2 separate regions of the Mus musculus genome follow, and region 1 is linked to region 2. Evidence: chromatin contacts called from public Hi-C data. All regions are on one chromosome and are shown on one strand. The core of a region is the stretch at or near the end of the contact, and the rest is flanking DNA. Distances in the headings are between cores, read along the strand shown.

Evidence for each region. A called contact is a pair of places that touch in the nucleus more often than the background predicts.
Region 1: a contact with region 2 is called in a Hi-C map of the N1E-115 cell line, with 9 times the contacts expected there. The contact joins two enhancer-like sites. A contact is called at or near these places in 2 of 15 datasets of contacts at CTCF or cohesin (large pre-B cells and pro-B cells), 11 of 484 Hi-C or Micro-C datasets (3T3-L1-derived adipocytes, the N1E-115 cell line, Sertoli cells and 7 more), 2 of 115 datasets of contacts at active chromatin or transcription factors (bone marrow-derived macrophages and heart atrium) and 1 of 9 other capture datasets (embryonic stem cells).

The regions. Positions count from the first base shown.
Region 1 is chr10:95,197,719-95,201,006 of GRCm38.p6, reverse strand. All of the region lies in intron 2 of Cradd (CASP2 and RIPK1 domain containing adaptor with death domain), which reads left to right. Among named protein-coding and RNA genes, the nearest start is that of Gm29684, 54 kb to the right of the region's middle. Within about 2 kb of position 1,261, at least 40 of the 459 cell types and tissues checked have an H3K27ac peak or open chromatin away from gene starts, as enhancers often do. A contact at or near this core is called in the N1E-115 cell line, heart atrium and muscle stem cells, where this site is marked.
Region 2 is chr10:94,989,793-94,993,286 of GRCm38.p6, reverse strand. No RefSeq gene overlaps it. Among named protein-coding and RNA genes, the nearest start is that of Gm40744, 30 kb to the right of the region's middle. Within about 2 kb of position 1,881, at least 149 of the 459 cell types and tissues checked have an H3K27ac peak or open chromatin away from gene starts, as enhancers often do. A contact at or near this core is called in the N1E-115 cell line, heart atrium and muscle stem cells, where this site is marked.

The DNA.
Region 1 (3,288 bases), core at 12-2,511, 210 kb before region 2:
GTCACTATTCTGAGTTGAGTTTTCTGGCTCATCCACAGTGTGATGCATGAAGATCCCAAATCCAAGAAACCCTCAGTGGTCCAAGTGCCAGCAGAGAGGCTCCCATCCCAAGATGGCATTGAACTGGGGTCCTCGGATGTTAAGGAATCATTGGCCTGAGGAGGATGTGTATCTGAGCAGTGTAGGGGGACAAGACGAGCTTAGAGTGGCCCAGGCAAAGTAGAGAAGGTGTTAAGAGTCTGGGACAGATGGGTGGCCAGGCCAGCCAGAACCTTCCTTTTCTCCAGATGCTGTTATCCCAGGAGAGGAGCCTACTGGAACCAGAGGAGGTTGCTCTCCAACAAAACACAAATTGAGGGGTAAGGAGACAGTGAAGGGCAAGTGAGGGCAGCGGAATTGGTTGTCATAGCCTGGTGGCCTGAAGAGGTTTCTCTGCGGCTGGCTGAGTCCATGTTGGGGCTGTGCCAGGCATGAAGTGCAAGCCAGGCTTCAGTCCTGGCTGTAGACATATTGTTCTCCCTGTCATTTAGACGGGATCCAATTTCTCTGCTTGAGCAAATTGTTCCTGCTAAGGATGCAGACTCTGCTAAGGGCCAAGGCCTCCGTGGAGTTGACCCGACCTCGCAGTCTGAAGCGAACAATATTGGGGGAAGAGTGATGACTAGATTCTCTGATGCCCCTGAAATACAGAGGGGTCAAATGGGTCCATTGTGACTGTAATATAACTTGTTTGGGATAATCTGAGCATACTTCCCTGTGTCCTCAGGACTCCCAGGATCCTGATCCTACAAGACAGGGATGTGAGGAGGAACATTAGCAGGGAGGAGTGTGAAGAAAGATCTGCTAGGAAGGAGTGCATACAGAGGATGGGATGAGGACCAGAAGCCACCCGCTGACAGCAGTGTTCCCGGGCATCTGGCAGAGAGCAGCCTCCCAGCCCCTGGGGAACTGAAGAGAAGACAGGAGCAGATACAGAGGGGAGCCCTGCTACACAGTACCCCCAAATGCAGTGGGACCCAAAAATTGATGTGAGAGGTGGCTGACTTCTGAACAGCCTCACAAGGTCATAGGGCACACCAAATAAGGCGCCTTCCAGTTTTGATGCTGTGATGTAGAGACGGCACCGGCAAAGAGCTGCAACAAGAAGGAACAATTAGCCAATTCATTACGTTGACATTTCTGGCCACAAGGTCAGTACTTTACAAAATAGGGCCCTTTCCCTTAATTGGGGTTGTGACAGATAAACGTGTGTTCCCATCTGACTCACGGTGTCCATGTGGCCAGGCCCTATTATCCCCACTTGGCCTGCCCTGTCTGTGTAAGAGGGCTTGTTCTGTGTACCACTCTTGGCATCTCTGTAAAGGATTCAAACGGAGTCAACACAGGGCCTGCTTCCTGTTCTTCAGCCAGAAGAGAAGACTCATTCACATACAGACGGAGAGCCGGCAAACCTTGCTGGATCAAGAGTGGAGGAAAATAGAGGGAATGGGAGAGGGGTCATTTAAAAACCACAGTTCACATGAGGAAAACCTTAACAAGAACTCTGGATACCAGTTCAAATGAGGAGCAGGGATATTCAGAATGAAAGCAGGAGGCTAAAAGGCTCCACAGACATCACCTGAGATGCTCGGAGAGGCAGCAGGAGGCAGTGTGTGACATTTCAAAGCACATCTAAGGGGCCAGGTTGCCTGGGTTCCACTTCTGGCTGGTTCACTTCAGGCAGTCTGACCTTGGCGAGTTCCTGCCCACTGTGCTTTAGTTTTTTGCTTAGCAGAGTGACGATACCTTGGTGCCTTCCTTTAGATCTTCTATGAGAATTGAGCAGTGATGGTTAGCTGTAAATGCCAGCCCGGGACCCTAAAATCACCTGGGAAGAGAGTCCCAATGAGGAATCATTTTGAGCAGGTCGGCCCGTGGGAAATGTCTATGACGGGTTATCTCAATTGTGCTTATTAATGTAGGAAGACCCAGCCTGATAGCGAGAAGCACACTTGCCTGGCTTAGACCTACCTAGGCTGTGTAAGAGCAGAGAAAGCTAGCAGAGCACCAGACACGCATGGCGTTCTCTCTCTCCGCGCTTGGCTGTTGATGTGATACGATGGATGAGTCTCTTCAAGTTCTGACCAGTAACTTCCCTGCAGTGATGGGTTATCATGGATGGAGAACAAAAGCAAACCCTTCCTCTCGCGCGGTTCTTTTAGCCGGGATATCTTACCGCACAGCAGAATTGAAAGTCGGATAAGCAAGTGAAGCCGAGACAGAGAGATGTCTGGCAAGGAAAGCAATGCCTTTCTTCCTGTGTATAGGGAGGTAGATGTGGGCTATCCCAGGCAACCAAAGAAGAGCCGCTGCTGAAAAACCGATCTCAGCACACAGCATAACGCCTTTTGTAATTGGTTTCCCCGAAAAGTACTTTTGAAAAGTAACGGGCCAAGAAAACGGCGGAATTAGCTGGATTATTTGTAGCCCAGACCCCCGTGGGCTCTGCCTTTCTAGCCGTGTGGTTCACACTTTGACTTTTGCATCCCCTGGGCATCTCCCACCTGACACATTCAAACATACCTCTCAGTGTCACTCCTACGTGCCGCTCCTGCATGCAGCCTTCTCTGGGTTATTACCACATGTGTTTGAGTACACATGTGTATGGTGCATGTGTGTGTGTGTGTGTGTGTGTGTGTGTGTGTGTGTGTGTGTGTGTGCCACTCTGCGCATATGAAAGTCAGGGAACAGCTTCAGTCCTTCTATTGTGGGTGGGATTGAACACAGATCATCCAATTTGCCCAGATAGCACTTTTTTACTTGCTGAGCCATCCCATTGGCCCAGCCTTCTCCATTTCAGTTCCAGCAGTGGGAATAGCAGTTACCCAGTTACTCAAACTAGAAGCTGGGCAGCCCGAGACTCCTCTTGTCTTGGCCAGCATTTAACCCATCAGCCTATGTCCATTTCCTCTCGGTATCTTCACACCCAATCTACTTTTCTGTATAGCTCCTGCCCCCATCTTGGGTCAACAGTCAATTTTCCCCTGAAGTGACTTTCTAACTGTCCCTCTGGCTCTATTCTTGCCTGACTCAAGGCCAGAAAGCCTGCAAGGAGCCACGGAGTAGGAAACCAACATCCATCCCTAAAGAGGTTCTCAGCCCCGGGTCCAAGTGCAATGCTCTGTGCAGGCATCCTTGGGCTTTGCTGGTTCAGCCGCATGCACTGGCATCCCCTTTCCAGCTTACTCTCCCAGTTACAGACAGAATCGTGTTTGCCACCTAGAAACTGGGCCATGCCTCTTGTTCCAG
Region 2 (3,494 bases), core at 632-3,131:
TAAGCCTCACAGGCAATGAGTGATGTGAATTCAACATGCAAAATGGCTGGTGCTCAGCCCAGGAGTGTGGTGCAAAGCTGGAAACAGAGTCTAGCCACACTCTGCCTCTGGCTTCACCTAGAGAAGGGCTATGCGGAGAGCAAAAACTCGCAACTTCCTTTGTTAAGTTTGCAACCCAAGAGGGAGGGGAGGCAGAAAAGAGTCCTGGCTGAGGTTCAGGTAAGGCTTGTTGTCATCCCCACCCCCACCCCATTCTGCCTCTCCTCTCTGGCTGTCATCTCAGGCATAGCTCACTCTTATCCCTACAAATATCTCTTCAGTTATCTCCTTTCCCACAAGTTACTTCACCCAAACCAGCAAGCCAGCCCGCTTTCCCAAGCCAGGTCCCTGGCATCCAGAATGTGCCTAATAAAAACACATGTTGTAAAACTAAATGAATGAATGAATGACTTTTTTTCATGCAAAGAAGAACGAGCAAATCAAATGGGGGAGGGGCCGGAGGCTCCCAGATTTTAAAAGAATGTATTGCATTGATAGATTAGATTTTCTCTCTCTCTCTCTCTCTCTCTCTCTCTCTCTCTCTCTCTCTCTCTCTCTCTCTCTCTCTCTGTGTGTGTGTGTGTGTGTGTGTGTGTGTGTGTGTGTATGAAGCCCGGCAGGACTCTCCATTCCGAACAAGCTTTCTTTAACTGGTTTCTCAGTGGGGTAACCTCTCATTTCCCAGGAGCACCAAGAAAGGCAAATCAATATTCACTTAAGATAGCAATGTGCCCTAGAACCACAGGGGCCAAAGGGGTAGAACATCTCAAGACCGCGTCCAAGGTCAAACATAAGTGTGTCCGGAATTATCTCAGTGTAATGAGCCAGCTGGCCCCTGGTGCTTCACAAGACGGCTGGGTAAAGATTCGGGCTGGCCTCAGGCCTTGGCCCAGCAGGGAGCTGAGACGGGGGAAGGGCGCCCTCTGCCGAGGGTGAAGAAAAATACAACCTGGCAGTTGGTGAGCCCTATGCCTAGATTTCACTTCTAGAGGGCCATTTAAAACAAAAAACAAAAAAAACCTCAACCAGAGATCAAGCCAAGGAGCTGTTCCTCACAAGCCCTCTCTTAGCCCCTTCCCTTCAGCCCGGTGGCTAATTGCAGTCCTTGATCCCAAGGAGACAGTGTCCCCCCACTCCTGAGGCCTTCGTTTCTAAGAAAAAGACGGCCGATTATTACTTTTTTTGTTCCCTATTACCTTCCTCATCTTGGGCTCTAGAGCTCCGGAGCTAGGGGTCTTGGTCCTGAGAAAGATCTCAGACACTTTTGAGTAGGAGGGAACTCAGACACACCCTAAAGCCACACACACACACACACACACACACACACACACACACACACACACACACGTCAGTTGCCTGTCTATAAAACTGCGAGGCTGTATTCGACAGTCGGGAGGTTCCAACTCTCGTGGTGCCTGCCTGGTGTCCTATTTTAGACCCAGAATGCGTCCGTCCGCAGAGAGAGAACAGCGGCTAATGAGGGATCGTGAACCAACAGAAACAATGGCTGGGGACCACCTAAGCACTTTCCTCCCCCAGGGAAGGTAGAAATGGCTTTCTAAGGACCTGCGTCTCTTTATTGAATCTTGAGTGACACCTAGTGGTCCACCCGCCTCACCGTTGCCGAGGCTTCTGCTCAGAGGAGCTTTAAGTAAACTGGAGCTCATCTTTGCCTTCAAAGACCTGGGGAATCAAAGACAGCCTCGCTGAAGGTTTCTAGCACTTCCCCGCAAGCATTGTCCTACGTGATTCCGAAAGAAACGCTCTTATCTGGAGAGCTTGCTCAACTGGCACATCGTTCTAGCAGCGAATGTGTTAAGCTAGACGCTCTCCTAGGTACTGGGAACACAGATGTCCCAGTCTAGGCTCCTGCTCTCTAGAAACAGCCTAGGTTGGTGCAGAAAATGGACCCGGGTTTGGGGGAGTGTTTTATTTAAAAAACACCATAGTCCACTGGAAAAATGGAGTGTGTGTGTGTGATTTGTGGATGGAGGAGAGCAGTCACCACTTGAGCTGGGTCCTGGAGGTCAAGTAGCGTGACAGAATAAAAGTGGATTGACAGCCCACAATGTACACATCCTTCCACTCCGTTGTTCAAACAATGAACTTGAGGGCTGCTGGGAAGAGAATCTGTGGGTGTGGTTAAGATCCCCGGGTCTGCCAATCTTAAAAATCTAAAGCTTGTCCAAGGCAGGCCTCGCCCAATCAGCTGAACACTTTAAAGGGACTGGAATGTTCCTGGCAGAAGAGATTGGAGACTCAAAAGGACTCTTGTGGAGTTTTCTCTGATTGGTTGTTCATTAGGAATTTGGCTAGCCGGGAGAGAGCTGAGAGCCAAACTGTGAGAAAGTGAGTTCTGACAGTGGCCAGGGCGCTGGGAGAGAAGCCAAAGCTTGCTTTGCGAAAAACCAAGTCCCAGCTGACGCCTGAGTTTAGCTTTGCAACACCACAGAGAGAGGACTCAGGCTGTCTGTGCTGGTCTATAAAACTATGATTAACCAATTGGAGGGGATTTAAGCTGATAGCTATGCAATGTGTTCAGAAGCCACAGAAAAATGGAGGGGGTTGGCCACTTGGAGAACAAAAGCCATCTGGCCAGCAGGACCATGCAGGCAGACGACAAAGGAAAACGTAGCATTGAGAACAGGCTTTGGATGGGAGGCACAGTGTCCTTGGACAGACTGATGGCTCCCTGTACCCCTGTGTTCACAGCGTAAAATGGAGTCGTCAGTGGTTTAAACCTAGAGTTAGTGGTGTGCCTGCATAGACAGGGCTCGATACAGCTCAGGAACTATCAAGTGGTCAGAAGATGTTAGGCAACTCTAGTTGTAGCTCTTAATCCACAGACAAAGCACTGGGCTGAGAGGCCTTGGTCATGGGTTGGTTTTTTGTTTTGTTTTGTTTTGTTTTGTTTACTGGGATAGGGGGCATCTAAGACTATATATCCCTGACCCTACCTTTGTTCTTACTAAATCAGACTCTATAAGTAAGGCCCAAGGACCTGAACTCACAAAGAGCTTCCAGAACGAGAGGGTGTAACTGCACCATTGCAGTAGTTATACATCAGTAAGCAGCTGGTAGAATACAGAAAAGGCAGTAAGGGCAGGGTGTGCACATGACAGGCTTTGAGGGAGCACCGCACCGTCTAAAGGGGTGAACAGGTCACCAGAGAATGTGCTGGGATCATTCTGAGAGGTGGGTGGGGATGGGGATAATGAGTGGTGTTGTTGGGTTGTGAGAGTCCAGGAATCTTGTGGGCGTGCAGCTGGAACACCATATAGGCAGAAACACTCGAATTCAGGAACCATACTGGGACCGGAATTACAATGTGCGTGAGCACATGATGTCATAGGTGTGGAGAACAGAACTGAAAACATGTGGGCGGAGGTGTGGGCCTCTCTGGAACTGAGAACAAGCCATCAGGAAGACAGGAAAGGTGCTGAGTGGGACATGGG